2 separate regions of the Sus scrofa genome follow, and region 2 is linked to region 1. A link is a contact called in public HiChIP or PLAC-seq data. All regions are on one chromosome and are shown on one strand. The core of a region is the stretch at or near the end of the contact, and the rest is flanking DNA. Distances in the headings are between cores, read along the strand shown. Region 1 overlaps ABLIM1 (actin-binding LIM protein 1). Region 2 holds the start of ABLIM1 (actin-binding LIM protein 1).

The links. HiChIP or PLAC-seq counts read pairs in DNA pulled down with a chosen protein or histone mark.
Region 2: a contact with region 1 is called in an H3K27ac HiChIP or PLAC-seq map of skeletal muscle, with 4 times the contacts expected there. The contact joins the promoter of ABLIM1 here to the enhancer-like site in region 1. A contact is called at or near these places in 1 of 5 promoter capture datasets (liver), 6 of 47 Hi-C or Micro-C datasets (brain, heart right ventricle, liver and 2 more) and 1 of 2 datasets of contacts at active chromatin or transcription factors (skeletal muscle).

Annotation. Positions count from the first base shown.
Region 1 is chr14:125,035,618-125,043,321 of Sscrofa11.1, reverse strand. The region is part of intron 1 of ABLIM1 (actin-binding LIM protein 1); the gene reads left to right. Among named protein-coding and RNA genes, the nearest start is that of ABLIM1, 69 kb to the left of the region's middle. Within about 2 kb of position 3,876, at least 15 of the 83 cell types and tissues checked have an H3K27ac peak or open chromatin away from gene starts, as enhancers often do. A contact at or near this core is called in liver, retroperitoneal adipose tissue and skeletal muscle, where this site is marked.
Region 2 is chr14:125,106,059-125,113,762 of Sscrofa11.1, reverse strand. ABLIM1 (actin-binding LIM protein 1) reads left to right here and starts at 5,043. Exons shown (of 22, transcript XM_021073372.1): 1 at 5,043-5,263. The coding sequence starts at 5,251. LOC110256765 (a long non-coding RNA gene) reads right to left here and starts at 7,599. Exons shown (of 3, transcript XR_002338710.1): 1 at 5,542-7,599.

The DNA.
Region 1 (7,704 bases), core at 2,627-5,126:
AGATACTGTGATGCTTTGGCATCAGCGGGTGGGCTCGCAGTAGTGATGTGAGCAGAAATTTGGCTCCCAGTATATACTTTGCTCCAGGATGACCATGACTGCCGTGACCGTTCTGTGTCCTCATGGCAGCTTCCATGAAAAGAGCTCACCATTTCCCCTGTGCTTTGCTGCTGGTCCTGTGGGTGAACGGTTCAAAGCAATGTAAGCCATTACAGAAGACATTTCTACAGAACCACCACCCACAGAAGCAGCCTAGTGTGTAAGGAACTCACTGGTGGACACCTGCATACAAATCACTCAGGTAGAGGGGTCATTTGTCTGTGGCTTTTTTTTTTTTTTTTTTTTTGCCATTTCTTGGGCTGCTTCTGCGGCATATGGAGGTTCCCAGGCTAGGGGTCAAATCGGAGCTGTAGCCCCCAGCCTACACCAGAGCCACAGCAACACGGAATCCAAGCTGCGCCTGCAGCCTACACAACAGGTCACGGCAATGCCGGATCCTTAACCCACTGAGCAAGGCCAGGGATCGAACCCACAACCTCATGGTTCCTAGTCGGATTCGTTAACCACTGCGCCACCATGAGAATCCTGTCTGTGGCATTTTAAAGGACTTAATTTTACCCTGGATTCCCAAATCATTGATGTCCCTTAGGAGGATATCTAGTTTGGAAAGTTTACTTGATCTTAATAGCATTCATGTTCAAGGTGAAGTCTGTCCATCAGAAGAAAAGTGATTTTCCTTAAGAAAACATCCCTTATAAGTTCAGGAGCTAGTGGTCCCCACATAAGAAAATCGGAAAACTATATTCACCTTGACATTGTTTCTTTTTTCTTTTGGGGGCTGCGGGGAAGTGTTTTCTTTTTCTTCTCTTTCTCTCAACTATTTTTTGACCCCCATCTGTGAACAACCATCAGAATTTGCACATACCTACCTACCTTACGTAGTTACTGTAACCAGAGAGTAGTCCCCGGAGCTGGAGAAATGGTTCTAACACTGGCATAAACGGTGGAAGGATCACCTTTTTCTTACATGGAGGGACATGGCAGACAATGAGAAAAGGTTCTGATTTCTCCACTTCGTATTGGAGAGCTATTCCAGAAGATAGTCGGAGACAAAAAATAGTGACTCTAGGGATTGATGGCAAATGCACTTCTAGGGGTTCTCACTGTGGTGCAGTGGGTTAAAATCTGACTGCAGTGGCTCGGGTGCGGGTTCTCTCTTTGGCCTGACACAGTGGGTTAAAGGATCCAGCATTGCTGAAGCAGCAGGGTAGGTCACAGCTGCAGCTAGGATTCAATCCCTGGCCTGGGAACGTCCATATGCCATGCATGCAGCCCATTTAAAAAAAGAAAGAAAGAAGGAAGGAAGAAAAGAAAATGCACTTCTAATAGTACCAGAGAGAGAGTTTCTGCTTCATCCTCACACTGCCCTTTTGTGGAAACACTTGATTATTTTGGTTGATGAAGAGAGGGAGAAGTAGGAGCAGCTGGAACGTCCATGACGTGGCTCCATGACAGCAGCTCCATGTGATGGTGGGAGTCAAATTTGATTGCTCCAGCCCGTGTTCCTAACTCTTACTTTTTTTCAGGGCTATGCCTGTGGCATATATTTCCACCCGTAGGTCTGTTTGCATGTTCCTTATTCTTGGTATGCAAATGAAAGAATTCAGAAGTGTACTATTTAGTTGAAAATTAAAAATGAGTGTTCAGAAGAGAGATTTTCTTTTAGAAGTATGTGTTTCAGTTTCAAGCTTAAATAGCCCCCGAACTCCAAATATTAAGACTGTTACTGTGGGTTTCTTATGGAAAGGAAAGGAGAGGTCACCGTGAAAGCTGAGGTCAGAAGGACGAGGTCCCCTCCACTCACTGCCTTTTTTGGAGGACTGACCCTGTGTGTGAGCACCATGCAGTTACCCGCTGGGCTCAGTGTTAGCCTGGATGGCTTATCAGGGAGGAAGCACTGTTAGGAAATACGTGTCTTTTAAGGAATGCAATCTGTTTTTTGTTTTGTTTTACTCCATGTGTTCTTACTGGGCAAAGAGCAGAAGATTCCCAAATTCCCAGGCTTGTCCTTTTCTAGCCTCTGATTTTGCTTGGAAAGAATTGAAGGAAGAGGGTTGAATACTAATCCTAGGTGTGTTTGTGAAAATTAATGGTGTTTGGCTAGTTCCTTAAGAGGAAAGTGCAGTGCTACCTAAGTAGAGCAACTAAGATGACTGGAATTTTCTCTCTTGGCTCTCTCTTCCAACTCCCTTGGCCCTCAGCCTGTCTGGGAAATCTTTTTTTTTTTTTTTTTTTTTTTTTTAATGATATTACAGTTTACCATCCACTTTGCCATATTTCAACACACACACACACACACACACACACACACACTCATAGTGTTGCATTATACAGATGTACTCCCCCTGATTCCCTCCCCTCCCGGGGGGTGGGCAGTTATTTCCCCTCTGTCGTGGTTGGTCAGTCACGCTGAAATCCATGTTCATGTGATCTGATCACAAGAGCATTTGCCCCATGCAGCCATTTGTTTTCTGTGGATTTTGTCTCGGTCTGTGCAGAAATAGGTTTTCATTTGGTCTATGCAGAGATAGCTTTTCTGTCTTTCTTTCTTTCTTTTTTTTTTTTTTTTTTTGCTTTTTAGGGCCATACCCATGGCATATGGAGGTTCCCACGCTAGGGGTCAAATCAGAGCTGCAGCTGTTGGCCTACACCACAGACACAGCAACACGGGATCCGAGCCGCATCTGCAACCTACACTACAGCTCACAGCAATGCCGGATCCTTAACCCCGGGAGCGAGGCCAGGGATTGAACCCGCAACCTCATGGTTCCTAGTTGGATTCGTTTCACTGCACCACGATGGGAACTCCTGTCTGGGAAATCTTTTTGCCTTTTTTCCTCTACATCACATAAGAAAGTCTGTGCCTCCATGATAATAAGTTTTTTAATAACAATATTATATTAAACACAAGTAGCTTTTTAAAGTATTAAAATTTTTAGATGTGGCTCCCACTTTGGGTTTTGTGTTTTTTCCTTTCTTTCTTTCTTTAATAAGAGTACACAGAAATTGACATTGGAGTCACTTCTGTCTTCATGGCATGAAAGGGGAGGGGAGAAGGAGGGAAGGCGGAAGAGAGAAAGAGGAATCTGAAGTTTTTTAAAAATAATTATCCTTGTTCTGTATATATTATAGGAACCTAATGTGAGGTCAGTTTATTTATTTATTGCAGTGAATAGATAATTGTTTTCTTAAGGCTTTTCCTTCATTTCTGAATCTGTAAATAGTTTACATAAAATAATCTGCTGTTGACTTTTTGGTGCAGGCCGTATAAATTCAAACCAAACCCAAACCCTGTGTGTGTGTGTGTGTGTGTGTGTGTGTGTGTGTGTGTGTGTAACCCCAAGATAAACAGAGGGAGCATTTTACCTTCTTCTGTGGCGCTGCCTGCTGGGGTTGCAGTTGGAGGACAGCTTGGCATCAGCAGTGACTGAACACATCCAGCTCTGATTTGGGAACCTTTTGATAACGTTAGTCACAAGGATGTCACCCCTCCAGAGTTTTCAAATCTTTGTCAAGTGCAGCTTCCCACTGAAGGTGCCAGGATCACTGGCTTCTTTCAGTGCTGGCGGTTGACAGTCCACTTTTGAATGGCTGTGTTTGGCTGGGGACCCAGAAGTGCTTTAGCAGAAAAAGCCCTAGGCTCCTTGTCCAAAGACCATTCTGGGCTCAGTTTGCTTAGCTTTCTGATCAGCAGAAAGTCACTCAGCCTTAGTGAACTTTAGTTTTCTCATCTGTAAAATGAGATGTGAAGTCCAAGGTCACAAATGGATGACTTCATGATCCAGATGAAGTTAATTAGAAAACCAGCTCCGACCCCGTGGTTAATAAACAGGAAGAAAGGACTCAATTCCATGCTAAACAGCATAGGAGGGCCACTGCAGAGAATGCTCTTTGGGGAAGAATGTTCTAGAAAGTAAAATGTTTGCCAGGGCTGATTATGATATATTGATTGAGGCTTCTCCTGAGGCACTTCTGGGAGATGATTTTTCAAGTCCAGGTTGGTGTGGAGACCCTGTAAATGCAGCACCTTCCCAGCACAGAAGGCAGTTAACACAGAGGAGGTCCAAGCCAGTTTCCAGTTTTGTCTCATTTGAGCCCCTTTTAAGCTGTCACTAGATCCATTGTGTGTATTTGTTAAGCAAGGAGATACATTTCTTCTGTAACAGTGATATTTATCACTTGCTCAGTGTGCATTTAGAGAAAGATGGGTGTGAATTCCTCACTTTATTTTATTTTATTTTTTTTATCGAAAGGAGTGAGGTTTTTTTAAAAAAGCTTCAAGGGAAACAATCCTGTTGAATGAAGCTGTCTGATGGAAAGTTCCTTAGTGTTACAAAAAACAAAACAAACAAACAAACAAACAACAAAAACAAAAACAAACAAACAAAAACACAAAACAACAACAACAAAAAACCTAACACAAATGAAAACGCCATGCTTTCTCTAAGTCAATGCCAGTGGCAGGATGTGGGGTTAGAAGCTTGTAATCCCCTTCATTGGTAAGAAGAACCTTGAGGGATTGCTTCTTGACAGTGCCTGTTCTTTATTTTCCCTTTCCCTTCATCTCGAATTTAGATCTTCTTAATCTCAGATGTGTAGTTTATCGTCGGATCTTATTATTGTGTACTTAAAAACCAATGTTCTTGGGGACATGGCTCCCTTGTTCCTTCTTAACAGAATAACAAATTTATAACACCCCCTAAATGCAGGATTTTAGTGGGATCTTGGATATTCCATCCGAAGGGGTTTATCCTGTATTAGTTCCAGAGTGGAAACCCATTCTTCTGCCATTCTTGGCAAGTAACACATGTGCCCCAGAAAGAGGCCAGCACAGTAGGAATTGGCTTCCTCCTTCCTGGGCATATTCTTAGAGCAGCGCCCCCTCTTCCTGGTTAAATCCTGAGTCAGTTATCACAATACTCTGTCAGCTATGTCATGGAAATAACGGGGTGAGAAGATGTGTATTTCATTAGCAGCTAGAACTGGAAGGAAAGAAAGCAATCCATTGCCCTAGCCGTTGATGTGTAATAGGTAAGAAGTACTCATGTAAATCACTGACACTTCGTTGAGCAGATTCAACTTTGCCCTAAAAAGCCCCAATATTCCTGGTCTTCAGCCTGTACCAGGTTGTTCCACGTATCACTGAACAGTGGTCACTAATGGCATCAGAGTGTGAGTTGTCATCTACTTGGCTTTTCTCCACTTAGCATGTGTGTCTAAACCATATGATGACTTAAAAGTCAAACACCCAAGCCAAGAAAGCCAGCATGACAGCCATCCTATAGCAGCAGAAGCGCTCAGGGTAAGGTGAAGTGGGATGACTGCAAACAAGACAATCAGCAAAAGACAATTTTGCAAAACCCTAGTGAAACCTGACATCTCATGGGAGCCTGGATATCAGTATTCACTGCCTTGCTTGAGACACCCAGAAATAAGATGACTTCTGTTACTGTTCTAGTGACAGGTGAAAATTTACTTGTGACTGATGAGTATATGGTGTCTGGTGACAGAGAGAGACAACCTATAGGGACTGCAGACCCCCCGATGGAATAGGGATAGCTTGAATATAATCATAATAACTCACGAGCCTTTAATTTAATTATTTTAATTTAATTTAATGTTATTAAAGTATAGTTGATTTACAATGTTATGCCAATTTCCGCTATACACAGAGTGACTCCTGACTGACCTTTCAAGAGCTGCTTATATGCAAGGATGAGCTTATAGGTGGACTTTAAGCAGGGCATATCAGAATGTCTTTAGGATTTTAAGAGGGGGAGAGGGAAGGAGTGGAATGGACTGGGAATCTGGGGTTAATAGGTGCGAATTATTGCATTTGGAGTGGATAAGCAATGAGACCCTGCTGTACAGCACAGGGAACTGTATCTAGTCACTTATGATGGAACATGATGAAGGATAATGTGAGAAAAAGGATGTATGTATGAGTGACTGGGTCACTTTGCTGTACAGTAGAAAATTAATGGAACACCGTAAACTAACTATAATGGAAAAAATAAAAATCATTAAAAAAAGAATTTTAAGGAATCGGTTAAAGACGAACACTTGTTTCAGAGGCTCACCTTTTCGCCGAGATAGTGGAGGTCAAACACTTCGTGTGCAGATATGGACCTGTACATTTCTTTCTAGAAAGCCAAAGCGTGTAGTCTGTCAAGACCACGTGTTAATACAATTCCGATAGTTGCCAAAGCCCTCTTGAGTCACTCCACCTCTGGATCTAGTGCGCAGTTGAACCTGAGGGAGGAATGGATGGGTGGGTGTCCTTGACCTGGGTAAACCTGGCAGTTCTTGCCCAAGTAAATGTGTGTGTGTGCAAGCATGCATGTGTATGCATGTGGTGGGGATGGTGGTATATGTAGTTAGTTACACTAATTAGAAGGGCATCTAGGTTTTATGGAACCTGAAGATTATATTATTTGAGGAGCGCCCTTTAGGGAAAATAATGAAAAATATGAATGCAAAATTGGGTATAAAGATGAATGCTTATTTTTTATAATTTTTTTTGGTCTTTTTGTCCTTTTAGGGCCACTCCCACGGCATATGGAGGTTCCCAGGCTAGGTGTCTAATTGGAGCTGTAGCTGTCAGCCTACGCCAGAGCCACAGTAATGTGGGATCCAAGCTGCATCTGCGACCTACACCACAGCTCACAGCAACACCGAATCCTTAACCCGCTGAGCGAGGCCAGGGATCAAACCCGCAACCTCATGGTTCCTAGTCGGATTCATTTCCACTGCACCACGATGGGAACTCCCTGAATGCTTATTTTGGAAGAGAAAAAAAATCACAAGAAATGTCAAATTTCTTTTTTTTTTTTTTTTTTTTTTTGGTATTTTTGCCATTTCTTGGGCCACTCCCGCGGCATATGGAAGTTCCCAGGCTAGGGGTCAAATTGGAGCTGTAGCCACCGGCCTACACCAGAGCCACAACAGCACGGGATCCAAGCCGCGTCTGTGACCTATACCACAGCTCACGGCAACGCCAGATCCTTAACCCACTTAGCAAGGCCAGGGATCAAACCCGCAACCTCATGATTCCTAGTCAGATTCGTTAACCACTGAGCGACGGCGGGAACTCCCAGATTTCTTTTTTTTTAAAGCGATAGTTAATCAAATATCATACCATACAGAGCAACAGGCAGCTTAGTAACAAACACATTATGGACATAGCTTTATAATACTTCTGCTCCTACATTTTAGGTGGCATACTCTTTGATTACCTCTTCACATGACAATTTTGTAATATTTTCTATATAGAGAAGGGAAAAATACTTTCATCTCTCTTTTAGCGTAGTTTATTAAAATGTATTTTTAAAATATTTCTCACTGGAATACATAAAACAAGCAATTTCGCATACAGTTGCACTCAACTGCCATAGTTTTGGGTCTATACATACCAGAATTTTTTTCTTTTTTTTTTTGTCTTTTTAAAGGGACTACACCTGCGGCATAAGGAGGTTCCCAGGCTAGGGGTTGAATCTGAGCTGTAGCCACTGGCCTACACCAGAGCCACAGCAACATGGGATCTGAGCTGCGTCTGAAACTACACCACAGCTCATGGCAATGCTGGATCCTTAACATACTGAGCGAGGCCAGAGATCAAACCTGTGTCCTCATGGATTCTAGTTG
Region 2 (7,704 bases), core at 3,794-6,293, 69 kb before region 1:
AGCTATAGTTACAATCTAATTACAATTCCATTGTCTTCTGGCTTTCATCATTCCATTTAAGAAGTCTATTGTCAGCCTGTTGTTTCTTTGTGGGCTATGTCTTTTCTCTTTGTCTTTGGTGTTGTTCAGTTTCAATACAAAATATCTAGGTCTGCATTTCTGTTTATCTTGTTTGATATATGTTGCATTTCCTTTATTTGTGAATTTATGTCTTTTTGCTAAGTTCTCAGATATTATTTCTTTAAATTCTGTCTCTCCCCCATGTTTTCTTTTGTCTTTTTTTTTTTTTTTTTTTTTAGGGTGGTACCCATGGAATATGGAGGTTCCAAGGCTAGGGGTCCAATCAGAGCTGTAGCCACTGGCCTACACCAGAGCCACAGCAACATGTGTGATTCAAGCCATGTCTGTGATCAACACTACAGTGCACAGCAACACCAGATCCTTAACCCACTGAACAAGGCCAGGGATCGAACCTCCATGTTTTCTATTCTCTTAGGACTCCTATTATTTACACATTAGACCATTTCATCCTACCTTCTAGATACCTTAATCTTTTTTTGTATTTCCAATTTCTAATGTTCCAGAGCTGTATTCTTAGCAGATTTTATTTTTTTAATTTTTAATTATTTTTTATCTTTTTAAATTGCTCAATGAATTTTATTACATTTATAGCTGTACAACAATCATCACAACCAAATTTTATACCATTTCCATCCCAAACCCTCAGTTCATCCTCCCACCCCCCAACCTGTCTCATTTGGAAACTATACGTTTTTCAAAGTCTGTGAGTCAGTATTTTGTTCTGCAAGAAGTTCATTGTGTCCTTTTTTTTAGATTCCACGTGTAAGTGATAGCATTTGATGTTGATGGCGTTGTCTGACTGACTTCCCTTAGCATGATAATTTCTAGGCCATCCATGTTGCAAATGCCATTATTTCTTTCCTTTTAATGGCTGAATAATATTCCATCATGTGTATGTACCATGACTTCTTTATCCACTCCTCTGTCGATGGACATTTAGGTTGTTTCCATGTCTTGGCTATTGAAAATAGTGTTGTAGGGAACATTGGAGTACATGTGTCTTTTTGAGTTATGGTTTTCTCTGGATAGATGCCCAGGAGTGGGATTCTTAGCAAATTTTAAACATCTATGTCCATTTCACTAATTCTTTCTTTGGTTCCAAATAATTTTGTGTTTTATCCATCCATTGAATTAAAAAAATTTCAACAGTTGATATTCAAAATTTTGACTTTTTTTTGAATTTCACATGGTCATTTTTGGTAGTCTCTTGGTATCTTTTGTTACTTTATTATTTTCTATTTCATCTTATTTTATATTTGTTATCTGGGAATGACAATATCTGAAGTACTTACTATCTATATCTGCTATTCTTCTATCTGTTGTTTCTGATGATTCTTGTTCAAAGTGGCATTCTTTTTTGTATACTTAATTATCTTTGATTGTGACATCATTTTTGGTTGTTCATCTGTCAGATTTTATCAGAACAGAATTTTTGTTGCTTCTCTTGGGAGCCAGGGATACTACTGTCCTGGGATCATTTTAGCCCCCTTTAGTAGCCCAGCTTTATGAAGAGTCTCAAGGTTAGCTCCTTCACCTTGTATATTTTCTGACTTTCTCCTACTAGAACATAAACACCATGAGGACAAGGAACTAATCTAACTGGTTTGCCTTATCTTCCTCACTGCCTCATACGTGGTAGATATTACAAAGGTATTTGCTGAAAATTATTGAGTAGTTCCAATTGCCCTCCCCCACCCCCGCCTTTTTTTTTTAAAAAAACCTTGAAGTTATACAAAAAGCAGAATTGTAGTGATGGTGCATCATCAATTGAAAAGCTCTGTATGAATCCATATTCAATCACTTAAAGAGTCAATAAAGAATTGAAAACACTAATAAGGTATATTAACTTTCCTTCTATTAGGATTTAAAAGAGTATTTTTGGCAAGAGCCAAATAGTAGGATCTTTTTTCAAACACAGACTGGAATGTGTTTCTTCCCATTGGTCTATCCAAACTTCTTTTTATAGTTCCAACCAATAGACTGTACTTTATTTCCTAACTTGGAAAAGTGGCATTAACATTTTTAAGAAATTCATTGCATCTTATAGTTTGCTTTTACAATGATTTCAGAACTATTCTGTTATCTTAGATGAGAAATTTGTTAGGCTGTTCAAGCTACTAATAGGAACTTGGTTGCTGTGTGATTGGAAGAATTAGTTTCAGATTTGTAAGATTATAGGAAGAGATTCTGGAATGATGTGTTTGATCCTAACAGCATTTCAATCATAACCCCAAAGTATAAGCAAATCATATATATTTTAAAATCTGAACTGGTATTTAACCTGAAGAAGACTAAAATTAAATTCACAGGGGAAACTTTTTTTAGCCAAAGATAATCTTTGATAGTAAACTTACCGTTTCCCAACTTGGCAGCCAATCAGGTACTGAGTACTAGTGTGTGCCTAACAGTTTTGTGTAAGATGTCTTATTTCAGACTTACATATAGGAGTGTATTTTTTTTTTTTTTGGTCTTTTTGTCTTTTTAGGGCTGCACCCGTGGCATATGGAGGTTCCCAGACTAGGGGTCCAATCGGAGCTTTAGCCACTGGCCTGTGCCAGAGCCACAGCAACGTGGGATCCAAGCTGTGTCGAAACTACACCACAGCTCACGGCAATGCTGGATCCTTAACCCACTGAGCAAGGCCAGGGATCGAACCTGCAACCTCATGAATGCTAGTCAGTTTTGTTAACTGCTGAGCCATGACAGGAACTCCTAGGAGTGTATTTTATAAGCATCTGTGTAGTCTATCATAAGCATTTTAAGGACAAGAGTAAGCTCTGTTCATTATTAGGCTTTTGCACTGTACCTGTAATTCTGGTGTAAGATTATAAAGACCAGAACTGTTGTGGCTTTTAGAGTAAAGGGCTGGATATTAACACAAGAATAAAAGAAGAAAGTCACACAAATATGAGACCTGTCTATCTTACTAGCATGCGATATATGCTCTGTGATATATTTCTACAACAAATTCAGTTCAGATTATGTAAGTATTTCATTTCAAGGAAGTTAAAATCAGCTGGACATACAGGAAACACATACAACAAAACTATGAAATGGCAACACAGAGCAGTGTATTCATTAAAAACAGGTGGTTCCGAAATACAAGCTATAGAAGTTGAGAGAAAGAGAGATCAATGTGGATAGTTTGAGAATATTTCAGGAGGAGGCAGTATATACATTTATTTGGGTGAGGGGGAGGGCATTTGGGAAGAGCAATGGGAATGAACAATGAGAATGAGGGAGAATAGATATTGTGATATATTTAACAACAGAGGGAAAAGTATCCTGTCTACAACATTTTCTCAAAGGAGTAGCTAGAGATGATGCTGGAGAGGTAAGAGCATAGATTGTGAAAGTCCCCAAAATTTTCGTGGACCTTAGCTCCATAGAGACATGGACAATGTCTTTTCAGTTCACTCTGGTACCAACCATAGAGACTGGTATATAGTATGTGCTCAATAAAATGCCATTGAATGGATTAACTGTATGGATAAAGACACTTTGAAATGTTGAGCTTTATCTGGAGATTGGCGAGACTCATTTGGAGTTTGAAGATGTCACATTATAAATAGTGTTTTAGGAAAATAGGCAATAGACAATAGACAAAATAAACTGGAGGGAGTGAAGGGAGGATGTAGGGAGAGCAGTGGCTTTCCTGTAATCATCCTTTGGGTGAGAAAGGTCAACAGTGAGCTGAGATAGTGGGAAAGAAGAGCTGTTTTGAAACTGAAGCAAATGGATTGTGATTTGTTGGCAGGTTTTTCTCCTAGAAGATATGAAGGGGATGTTGTCAAGATGGATAAATAATGAGTTAATTTTTGTAGTTGGTAGTTTGAGAATTTCTACTCTCATTATTTGGCTTTTTTTCTAATATTTCCTTCCCCACATGATTATTTGATTGAGCTTTTTTTCCCCAATGATGTCAATTATCCACCAATCATTTTTTAGAGATTTTTTTCACCTATTCTTTGAATATTTCTGAATTATCAGACTTACACAGCTCTCATCGTATCAGGATAGATTTGGGAACTGCTTACATAGAAAACAACTAGAATATCTGTTGTGAGGGTGTATAGAGAAATAGCTACAGGGAAGGGAGTGTGAATTCCTGAAACTGCAATTCAGGGATCAGTCTTAGAGGTTTAATAAGTTACTGCACTGTTCCTCAAAGCTTAGAACCCCACCTCTTCAGTTCAGAACTTCTTGATCTGGTGGCTGTTGGAAGGTTGCTTACTAGCATGAAGCTCTAGGTGATAACCCTCCAGGGCAGAAGGAGACTGTTCTTGTATTTTTTCTTTTTACTCTGATACATAGGAAAGGTGGATTTGTTTAGAGTGTCCGTTGTATTCTCCAAGCTTAGCTCAGCCCCGCCCCTCCCTGACCCTTCAGAGGATACGATGTGTTTAGACATTTCTTGAGTGTCAGTTGCCTCAGGATACTGCACTAGGTCAGCCCTGTTCTCCAGGGATACCTCAAAGGTCCCGGGAGGAAGAGTCCGCCCATCCCACCCGGGCCGACTTCGAGGGGTGCCACTGGTCCCTACTTTTACTTTGACCTGCGTGCGGACCACCCAAAGCCCTCCTCCCACTGAGGGCCAAGCCCCCCAGGCAACCGTGGTCTCCCCGCCTGACCTGAGCATCACTAGGGGAGGGGACAGAACAGTTTCTTTCTTACTCTCTCCCTCTGAGATCAAAGCGGGAGGCCGGAAGGCCACCCAGAACGGCAACACTGGTATTATTACTACTATTATTATTTTTTTAACGAGGACCCAGGTCGGGGAAGGGAAGACGCAGGCCTCATCGCACGCCGCACCTCCGCTCGCTTGGGGACAAAAGCTCGGGCAGGCGGCGCGCCCCCGCGGCCGCTGGACCCGGTGGGCCTGGCTGCGGGCCGGGCGGGGGAGGCGGGAGGCGGGCCCCGCCCAGCGCGGGCCTCGGGCTGTCAGCGTTGCCGCGCCCGGCGGATCCCCGTGCCCGCCGCGTCCCCGCCCGCCGGCCGCGCTGCGCCCAGCGGCGCCAGGTGTCCTGCGGGAGGCGTCCCCGCGCGGCCAGCCGCCTCCCCGCGCGGGCGGGCGCGGGTGCACCGGGTGCGGCTCGGGGCTATTTTCCTCCCCACGCCCTGGCAAGTGTCTCCGGCGCCCTCCCTGCTGCGGCTCCTGCTGCCTGAACCATGTCCGCGAGGGGTAAGTGGGGGCCAGGTGGGCACCGTCCACGGACCCCGCGCCCGGTCCGGCGGGGCGGACTCAGACCAGGGCGGGCCGGGCAGGTGCGCGAGGGCGAGGGGCTGCGAGAGCCGCGCCGGCCGCAGCCCGGCCTGAAACTTTGGCATTAGATCCCCGGGCTCTGGGCGGCCGGGTGGGTGGGGGTGGTGAGGGGGTGGTGGTGGAAGGAAGCCCTCGCCCTTGACCTTGATCCCCGGATGTGGGCGAAGGCTGAGGGCCAAGGTCGGTGTCCGGCTTACCTGTACCAGTCGCACGTCTGGGCTGGGAGGGCGCGGGGGGATGGGCTCGCCGCTGCCAGGCCGGCCGGAGAGCGGCCTGAAGGGTTGACCGGGAGGGAGGAAGAGGTATTTTTTTCCTCCTTTCTTGTTAGCATTTTGCAGCTTGGTTATGGAAGGTATCCAGGGCTTGATGCAGTAAGATTTAAAGCTGCAGTAGCTTACACTCCATTAACAAAAAGTAAATTCTACCTGTACTCTTTCGCATTGATCTCCCTTTCACCTCAAGGCGTTTTCTTTCTGGAGTCAACAGATTACTGCAGGTGAAACTGGGCAAAAGAAAAAAAAAAAAATCAGAATTGCTTTTTAGGCAATAGGGAAGGGAATGTATTTCTTGCCATCTGGAGCCAGCGGTGATGCTGGGAGAGTGGGTTAGTCATAGCTCAGTGGCTGCTACTATGAGTGAAATATTAAAGAGATCAAGTCATTGTGCAGCTTGCCAGCAATTAAGGCAAAGTGACTTGGTTTCTCTGCCATAAGCCTTTAAGGAAAATATTGATTATTTTTAGAAAGTACATTTGCAAAGCAATAAGTATCACCCCTTTTGATACCCTGAAGCTTTAAGAGGAGTTGAGGAGTAATTTTTTTTCACCCCAAAGGGTTAACCTTGCTTTCTGAGAGGAGTGTAAGAATTTCATAGGTATCGGATAATTAAGTGTTGCCTTTCAGGGTTCATTCTGGGGCATGTAAGGAATAAAGTAAATTCTATCGATTGTTTAAACTCTTTTTTTAAAAAACTGGTCTTTGATGGTCTGGCAATGTGGTTGGTTGGTTCTGTGCCTGGAAATGGGGTGATGCCGGGGAGTCGCAGTGAGGGAAATTTACATCATAGATCTCACCTGGGGTGATATGGGGCCCTGAGACACTACCTGCCTGATGAAGCCTAATGATTTCTATGTATTAGAGAAAAGAAAAAAGAGGGTGGAACAGATATGATTACAGGGAACTGGATGTTTGTATGGGATCTTCCATGTGATCTCAACTGCATAATCTCTGAACTGTGTTCTAAGACAGGCTTTTGGTCCTGACCTCTGTCCTAAGTACAAAGAACACGTGGGGACCAGTTCTCATAGGTTGTAAAACTCTCTGTGGTCAGAGTCCACTTCTGATGTGGCTTTGTGCCACCCAAACCTCTTAGTACACAGATCCTTGCACTTTGTAGGAGCCAAGTAGCTCCTGGGAACCTTGGTCTGTCCTAGGAGGCAACAAGTTCATTACATAACCCCCCAGTTTCACCTTGCCTCTGGCCCCTTCTATTACAAGGTCCCTGTGGTTTATCTAAGGATACAAAATGAAGATGGCCCCATTGATTCAGAGGCTAGAGCACTGAATTGGGACTTGGTTCTTGAATATGTCTTCTTGAACCTGACTTCGAGCAGGATGATCTGGAGTCAGACACGGACATTTCACTTAATCTGTCTTGTTTCGCCTTGAAATTCATGTTGGTAATCTTGCATTTAACAGTTTAGAGTCTGACTATTATGTCAGAGAGAGGAAAAAATGTGATAAATATCAGTTATTATGTGTCTAACACTTGACATGTGTTCTATCAATTAAGCCTCACAGTAACTGAATCAAGTAGATACTGTTTTTACCTCCCCAATCCAGCAACTGGCCTGAGCTCCAGCAGTGGGTAGATGGCAGATCCTGATTTTTAGCCAGGTCTGTGTGCCTTTTCATCACGTCCGCTTTGTTCTACTGCCCCTCTATTACTCATCCTTGGAATATTATAGTAAACATCATGGTCATTGAGTTACTGAGAGAGAAAAGGCCCTATTCTTGAGATTGAAAGGAAATGGCCTTAGGAGGTAATTTGGAATTCCCAGGACATTTCGGAATGCCTTCGTGGACATTTGGTAATGGTCAGGTGAGGGTAACCTGGCCATTGGTCCTTGGTGTTGTTATTCCTCTGATATCCCCACTCTAGTTCCTCCTCTTACACTTTCAGGACCAGGACTTCCTAGAAATTACCAGTGACTGGGTTTTTCCTTCTGTTTTTATGAAGTACTTTCATTTTTATGAATTTGCGCAAAAAAAAAATTCTAAATGATTAGTAGAGTGCCTAGTATAATAGCTACTTGAATTCAGCTCATGTTGAAAAATGTCTGTTTGCCATTTATTTTTTTA